2 separate regions of the Gossypium hirsutum genome follow, and region 1 is linked to region 2. A link is a contact called in public Hi-C data. All regions are on one chromosome and are shown on one strand. The core of a region is the stretch at or near the end of the contact, and the rest is flanking DNA. Distances in the headings are between cores, read along the strand shown. Region 1 overlaps LOC107894170 (GATA transcription factor 28). Region 2 has its middle 8.2 kb from the start of LOC107894175.

Region 1 (4,287 bases), core at 778-3,277, 140 kb before region 2:
TTGTCTCTTCGCATGTCAATTTCTTGATTAGAGTTGAAAAACTTGCCTCCAATCTTGCTTCAACCTTATGCTTCAAATTTACAGTAAATTTCGAAATTGGGGAACAACATTATAGATTGTGCTCGAGTACCAAACTTAGTACTTAACTTGTAGCTCGTAGGAAAAGATATTTTTCAACAATCACACGTAATTCTTTAGTTATTCACTTGGGAAATTGTGATTATCAGGGTGTTTTGAGAGACCTTTCGAAGGTCTCCATGGTAGCAATCCAGGATCCAACTGCGAAGACTACCGAACAGGTATTGCTAATTCAGAACAATATCCATCATAGTTATTCATTGCTTGTATTCATCAGAGTTACATCCTAATCATTCTACAAATCTCATAACTATTTATTACATCACGGCGTGTGTTTTATCAGAGTGATGCTGAAGCTAATGAATCGGAGGCTGTAACTGGGACTGCAGTTGTCGTATCTTCATCGAACAGAGATAACTCTGGTGTGACTTCCGAAAGATGAGTAATACGGTGAGTGCAATGTTACTTTGGTGTTTCAAGGCAGATGTCAAACTTTCTTGTAATAATCCGAGATGGTTTGGCGACTGTATATATAATAGATATATGGCACATTGCCTTGCTCATTTGTGTAAATAATTTTGAGATACAGGTTAAACTAGTTTTATGTAACTTAGGAGTAAAAAAAAAAACTTTCACCTTCAACATTAATTAATGTCCCCATATTTCTTTTCCCTTTTTTGGATCTTCACAATTATGAATGTAATGTGCTTAATGAGGATAATTTTAGAGGTGGTAACCATCTCAGCCGATCATAATGTGTATATATTTATCAGAGGGAGGTTTGATGACTGAAGTAATGGAAATCCAAATTGACAGGATTTACTTATATTAGCATATTTTAACAAAGTTTTGTGATTAGTATTTTAGCAAGTCAATCCTAATATTTATTATTTTATTGTAGATAATGCATGTAGAATTTTTAATCAATTAAAAATGTTTAATTCTTTATTTAATGTAAGAGATTTTTAACTGTTAATTATATATTGGTAAATTAGTAGATATGATTTAGATATTAAAATGAAATTTCATGTTCTTGACATATATATATTTATATTGAAAAAAGCAATTTCATAAGTGATATAAAAAGTTGAGCGTGTACATGTAGACATCAGTTAATATTTTCAGTTTCTTAAATTCTTAGTCTATTCATTAATTAATTTATTCGAAGAATAAGCTTTTTTTTCTTGAAACATTCGTTACTCGTTTCAATTCTAATTATCAGTATAAATATTTACGATTTAAATTATTGTCGGTAAGGATCTCAGATTAATTGGATCTAATCACAAGAACTCCACCACCTTTAAACAAGGTGTCAAATGTGGATAGAAAAACGGCGTGCTTAAACGTCCCAGTACTCAATTTGTTATTCCCATACTCGATAGAAAAATTGTCAAGTGAAGAATCCAGAATCCAAATCAATTGTTATCTCATGTTCTCCCAAAAAAAAAAAATCGAATGCAAAATTGAAAATTACATGCAAAACCAAAAAAAGATGAGATTCAAATCTCACATCAATCCACATATGATAGTAAGCATCGGGCTGCATTACCCAAAGCTAAAAATACTGTTTTTGACCCGCAAAAGAACAGGTTTCTCAACCCATTGTTCTTTCTAAAACTATAAACAACCCAATTATAACCCCATATTATGATAGCTAACTAGACTGAGCAATCAAATGAATATAATGCCCTCCCGATTAGATGAAAGGAACTTGAACTGAAATGCACCCTTCTGTTCCATTCGTCTTAATAATCAACTGTAGGATAGAGACCTGGCATCTAACTACGTCCACTTCCGTTTGAATCTGTATTATTAGCATACGAGTGTGTTGATAGTTCACCAGAGTGAGATGACTTCCGAGATTTTGGGTTTTTAGGAGAAGCTGCATAGGCATCGTCTGAACCACCCGTAGAGTATATTGATGATGTTGGCAGTCCGTGGATCTTTGGCAAGCCTGTTGGATCCGAACCCAAACTGTATCCCCTCTCTACTGTTTCAGCTTCCAATGGCAACTCGTCCAATGTCTATTCAAAAGGATTTTGAGGAAGTACATTAAAATACGTGTATATATGTCGCTTAATTTCTTAATGTTGTAATTTAGTATGAAAACAAAAATTAAGCATAATTGCCAGGGGATTGAGGACATATCGACACAAGAGTACACATGGACGAAGACATTTGTCATTTGTTATTTTGACAAACAGATTATGACATGATGATATGTGGTAAAGGGAACGCACCCTGAATGCCTGTTGGAGAACTCGGAGTGTTTCTCGAGTACGTTTTCTCTTAGAAGCAATCTCATCAGGTTCCTGTAACATTTCTTCAAACAGATTCTCTCTGTTTCAGATCATAAGACAGACAGACAGACAGACAGACAGGATACTCAAAGGTCAGCAAAGAGATAGTCAAAAGTACGAATAATTAAAATCAAACCAAAGAGCACAGTATTACCTGTAAAGCTTTTTGATAAAGACATTGTGAAGTTCTCGTTTTGTATGGTTTACCTGGATATAGATATTATCAACCAACAGATCAATATTCATATAATGTTGCAGCTTAACAAATTGGACCACAAACTATAGATAGGAAGAAAAGGGTTGTACTTACAAGAATTTCAACAGTTTCAGATTCCAATGAAAGAAAAAACTATGGCAAACATAACCTTCTAAATCAAAAGCAAACTTTTTGACCAAGGCTCGCTCCATGTTCTAAATGTACAAGTAAAACAGGATACAATATTCATACAATCATGAAATTCTAAGGACCGTCCTACCAGAGCTAAAACACATCAATCGCACACAGAAACGAATAGAACCTTGTTCAGCATTCATGACATAAGCTTCTTCTCTCCAGATCAAAAATAGCCAGGACAGAAATCAACATAGCACCAAATATTATTTAAGTCAATTCACATTGTTGCTAAACTGATATATGGACAAAATGGAAATTAATTTGGCTAGAAAGATTTACAATTTCCTAACTGGAGCACCACAATGTTTTTTTTCACAATTTCAGGACCTAGAACATGAACAAGGCTAAAACAGTAAAAGGCACGATGAAACTGTTACATGTCAATTACTTATTATTATATTAGTTTATTATTATTTTATTAGGAGATTTTATTTATGAGTATTTTATATCTCTAGGAGATTTTTTTAATAAAGTATTTTTTGAGAGATATTAGGAGGCTTCCTTTATTCAGAGTCGTTGTTTGAATTTACTTAGGTTATAAGTATTTTATTCAAACAAGTAAACCTATATAACCTCTATTTAAGAGGTTGATTGCTAGAAATAAAATTAAGTCAGATTAAGCAAATTTTAGAAGATTTAAGATTCTCTCTAACAGTCTTAAGGCCTGGAATTCCCTTGGATGAGTTCCACTTGTTAATCATAGGTCATTCATGAGGAAAAGGAAAAAAATCAGGGAAAGAGCCCTGATAAGACAGACGGTTTGCCTGTGAATCATCCGGTGACAAGTCAGTTGGCACCGTAACAAAAATTTAACTACCAAATATGTTTGGTTCTAAACTTACCAAGAAGTGCATAATTGCTTTAGGCACAGAGTCCTCTATATTCTTCCTAACAATGTCATAGTATGATCTCAAGAGCAATTTGGTGACAGCAATTTCAATAGCTTCAGTTTCTGAACGATCTTCTGAAGGCCTCAGGACAGATGGCGGCTGAAAAGAATTAAAAACAATGCTTGTCAAGACTGAATACTTATATTTTTTAATTTAGGACTGGACCCTTGTAGGATTATCTAACTGCATGCACCTCTCTCAAATGGATCATGGAAAATGCCTGTTCCATGTTATGAACAGGTTCTGTGTATGGCTTGTTTGTCGAGCTCTCCTTTGCTGATGAGCGGTTATCACTGCTACCAAATATTGATGAAACCCAAGTTGAACCACTTGTACCTGACCCACAGAGAAAACATCATTTTACTATAACTGGTGAGAACAATCAAAAACCCAAAAATTCATGTCAGAAATTCCCTAGACAAAAGAAAAAGAGGGCAGGGGAGAAAACCATCAATATTGACCTCCTTATTGGACAAAAATACCAAAAAGAACATCAAAATATCATAAATTAAAGCCGTGTAAAAAATTCAAATTTATAGTCTAAAATGCAGTACCGGTGGATGGAGCTTTTTCAGCATCTGCAACAGGGCGGGCTCCCTGCACTCAAATGGAGTTAAAAGTTGCA
Region 2 (4,570 bases), core at 641-3,140:
CTCAATATTCATTATTTTGATCTATACAAAATTGATGTAAACACAATTAGTTATATTATCAATAAATTAAATAATAATGTTATTTAGAAATCTAATCGATCCATATGTACTTAAATAACACCTTTTCTATTATTTCAAAGCATGATTTTTACTCAAAATTCTTTTATCTATTTTATATTTGAAATTTAGTCTTTTTACTTTTTGAATTTAAAAATTTACATCAATTTATTAACATTGTTAAAATCCTTTTGTTAAATTTGCTAGTATGACATTTTGAAATTTAAAAAAAGATTACTTAGTATCATGTAACAAAAAAATAACATTATAACATTAATTTAATAAAGAAATTTAATGGTGCTAACAATTCTTAAAAATTCGCATAATCATTTTAATTAGAATAAAATATTTTGACTAACTAGTGACATTATCAAAGTTGGGGTACCAAATTATATAAAAATTAAAGTATATAGATTAAATTTGAAATTTGAGTGAAATATATAGGAATCTTTAATCCTTCTTATAATCTAAAAAAAAGTAGATATTTTAAAACCAAAAATATCAAGTTTTGAAATAGATATAAGATTCCTATAAATTGAAGGTACATAAATAGTATAAAATAAATCTAAGTGATAACCAGTATCTAAGACAGGACAAGAAGTTGTGTGTATATATATATATATATATCAAATCTTTAGTTGAGTTTATGATTTGAATAAAAAAGAATCTCTGCATCATGTTAGATACATAAGTAGTAGCACTAGAATTAAACCACTAATATTATTAGAAATTTCAATTGAATTTAATTTAAAACATATAAAAACATAAATTTACCTTTCTTTTCAAACCAAGCTTTGCGTTTTTGACAATTTTTCATAGTGTTCTACTTGCTTCCAAAAGTGACAATTATCCACCATTTGTTCCTTTTTTCTTGCCAATAGAGAAATTGAGAGGTGAGTCCACCATAGAGACAATTATCCACCATAGTGTTCTTCTTATTGAATTTGTTGGTTTTTGCCTTAAGTCCTTTACTAACTTCTTTACCCACAAAGTTGATGAAATTACTTTCTTGACTTTTTAACCTTATTTCCTCTTTGAAGAAGCTTAATTTGAAGTGACCCATAATTTGAAAGTAATGGATTCAATATGAATTGCATTAAAAAGATTCTTTCATCCTTAAAGTTTTTAGTTTTTTTCAATATTAGTCATCTCAATCATATGAATCCTCAATTGTAAGATGTTAAAGAAAAAAATCAATAATCTAATAAAATTTTATAAAAATTAAGATATTATGCAAATTAAATCCCTAATATTACATAAACAACGATTATAAAATTTTTAGAATAATATTATTTTTTGGTAATTACAAACACATTTATATATCTAATGGAAACTTCTTTCACAAAAGTCTTGTCAATACAAGTACTCCATAGCAATCTCGATGTCTGAGGGACTTAATGCCACAGGATAGAAACGACTGGTCTTTTAATCTCTTAAAGAACCTCCTTCTTTCATCGACGAGCTTTGATTCTCTATCTAAAACAGTGATTAATCTATTTGATAGGGATGATAAATTAATATGGACTCTTGATCCATCTGGTCATTATACCACAAAATCTGGTTGCTTCCTTCTAGCTTCAAGAAATATCTCGCCTACGCCACTGAGCGGATCTCATTCTAAGACCTTTTGGAAACGTCTTTGGAAACTGAGGCTCCCTTATGAACTCATCTTCTTTCTTTGGAAGATTCTGCACAATAGTTTACCACTCAAGCATGAATTGCAAAAAAGAATCCCCATCACTGACACTCATTATTCATTATGTGGAGAAAAAACATTGAGATTTGAGATCATGTTTTTCTGAAATACTCTTTTGGTAGAGTGTTATGGTTTGGTAGTACTTTTGAATTCAGGATTGATAATTTGAGAGATTTAGATTGCAATTACTTCATTGAATCATACATCCTTAATCCAAATATTTCTTTGACTAGTTCATCACTTGTTGCGGCAATTCTATGGAGTTTATGGAAATGCAGAAATAAGAACATTTTTGAAGCTGTAAAGGTTTATCCATCACAATCTCTTCAGATGGCATATTCGATGTCTACACATTGGTCTGAGGCTTTTTTATCTCTTGCTAATAAAGTCCAAATCGAACCCACCACACCTGTTGCCTTCGAATTTCCTTCAATCGGACAACAATTACGATTGTCAGCGTTCATTACTTGGAAAAAAGGTTCTTCTCGGATTGCTGGTGGCTTTACCATTGTCAATTTTGATGGGGGTAATTCTCAAGCAAAAAAAATCACTATTATACAGATTGGGACATAAGCTCATTGAAGCTTCATCTCATAAGGGAAGTGCTCTAATATGCGTATAATACGAGCCATCTTATCAAAATTTACCTGCAGAAGGATTGTCAGCTTTTCAATCTTTTACAGAAAAAGCTTCAACATTGGAGTTGGAAACTTAATCCGTGGACTGAAGACATCTTAAAGCTCCTACACATCTTCCAAGCCATAGAAAGGGTTAATAACAAGCATTATTTCATGCAGAACTTGATCCAATGGACAGTAGTGACAACTAATAATCGGTTGTACTGCGCTTGATTAATATACCAAAAAAAAAATAATATGATTTTCACAAGTTTAAGAAACACTTGATGCGGAATTGAGTTGGCCATTGAACTTGACAAATAACACGAAGAATACCCGATAAATTAATTTATCCCTCTTAGTCTTTTCCCTTAATTACACAAACCCTAAGTGATAGGGCTATAATCTTTATTTGTATTTTTGCTTGTGTAACACTAATAAGTAGAGTGAAGATCAATTTATAATGATCAACCTTTAATTCAGTACATCAATCAAGTAACTGAATAAACGGATAGAATTTAACTTTTATTAAAAGTAAAACTCTTGTTCCCTTTTCCAGGATGTCACGGTCACCTCCAAATGTTTCGCCAGATAAAGGAAGGGTAACAACCTAAACATGCACTCATGAAATTGCATCTTAGATAATTCTTGTTTTTCTTTACTTGAGCCAATAGGCTGGTGGGGTTGGTTATTAGCTTCCACTCTTGCTTAGCTAACAAGGCTTTATTAAAAATTGAAAGATCTCTAAAACTAACTCCCCTTGGGGTACATAATGGTTTCCAATTACACCAATAGATTTCGTGATTAGTTCTTCAGTTGGGCGACCAAAATTTGCATAATAATACTTCGAATTCACAACATAAAGAAATTGGCAAACTGAAGCACTGCATTGCGTAGATTGGGATAGCCTGTAAAACAAATTTAATAAGAACCTCATTGCCTCCTATTGATAGATTACAGATACTCTAGCTTTTTATTTTTGTCAAGAATCATTATCTAATTTAAAAAAAAGCTTTCTTTTTACGTCGTCCTACCATTATTGGTAACCCTAGATATTTCTTCGGGTTATTGGCAATTCTGACACCCAACTCCACGCCTAATTGCAACTTTGATTCTTCTGAAATATTGTTGCTAAAATATATCAAGGATTTATTGAAATTTACCATTTGTCCCGAAATTCTCTCATATTCATTTACCATTGCCTTTATTGCCATAATTTCTTCTTTTGTTGCCCTTCCAAATAAGATGCTGTCGTCTGCAAAAAAAATAAGTGAGTTATTGATAAGCCTCATCTCTCTACCTTCGCTCCTTCGATTTTCTTTTCTCTTTTGGCTATGTTGAGCAGTTTCAAAAAGCCTTCTACACAAATGATAAATAAATAAGGGCTTAGAAGGTCTCCTTGCCTTAAACCTCTTGAAGGTTTGAATTCGATTCATTTTCCTCCATTGAGCACCACTGAATAAAAGACATTGTTAACACATCTCATGATCGAAGTTATCCATGCTTCACAAAATCCAAATCCTTTCATCATTTTTTCCAAAAATTCTCATTCAACCCTATTCTATGAATCCTTTCGTACGTGTTTTATTAGGGAGCCATAAAACCCCGTAAACCTCCAGTCTTCTCCTCCACCTTCCTTATGTATTGTCACATCAATATGAGTATTTGAATAGCTTTTTAGATCAATTGATAAATTCTCCTTCCATCCTAACAATAATCCCCCTTGAACCATCCACACTTATATCTATTCCATTCCATTCACGTACCCATACTTCCTTCAAATATTTTTCATCCGCCTAGTGCTAACTTTTGACAAAAGTTGGGGTTGATACTGTCTCAACAGGTTCTTGAGACGTCTGACCGTTCGTGGTTACCATAACCCACGAATGTTCCAATTTAAGGTTTTCATTCTGACCGGTCAGTCTACTTTAAGCAGCCGCCAATATAATAATGTTGAAATCTGTATCCATTTGTGTTACTGAATTGTTCCCTACTTGTGACTTCTTTTGTCTTTACTTCCTCTCTATCAATCCAACTGGCTCGTCTTCATGATTTGCTCCCTCCACTGTTAAATTGATGCACTCAACTTTAACATCGCTACTGAAGTGACTATTTTACTTTCGACCCTCCTCTAATCTGCCTCTCATAATTGACGCCTCATGTGTTCCTCTCTCTCGTACATGTAGAGCCCAATTGCCTC

Evidence for each region. A called contact is a pair of places that touch in the nucleus more often than the background predicts.
Region 1: a contact with region 2 is called in a Hi-C map of leaf, with 2.0 times the contacts expected there. The contact joins two enhancer-like sites. A contact is called at or near these places in 3 of 34 Hi-C or Micro-C datasets (leaf and seedling).

The regions. Positions count from the first base shown.
Region 1 is chrA13:7,060,506-7,064,792 of Gossypium_hirsutum_v2.1, reverse strand. LOC107894170 (GATA transcription factor 28) reads left to right here. Exons shown (of 8, transcript XM_041084658.1): 7 at 228-299; 8 at 422-904. The coding sequence ends at 520. It also overlaps the pseudogene LOC107894172. Among protein-coding and RNA genes, the nearest start is that of LOC107894170, 5.1 kb to the left of the region's middle. Within about 2 kb of position 2,027, at least 3 of the 9 cell types and tissues checked have an H3K27ac peak or open chromatin away from gene starts, as enhancers often do.
Region 2 is chrA13:6,916,976-6,921,545 of Gossypium_hirsutum_v2.1, reverse strand. No RefSeq gene overlaps it. Among protein-coding and RNA genes, the nearest start is that of LOC107894175, 8.2 kb to the right of the region's middle. Within about 2 kb of position 1,890, at least 1 of the 9 cell types and tissues checked has an H3K27ac peak or open chromatin away from gene starts, as enhancers often do.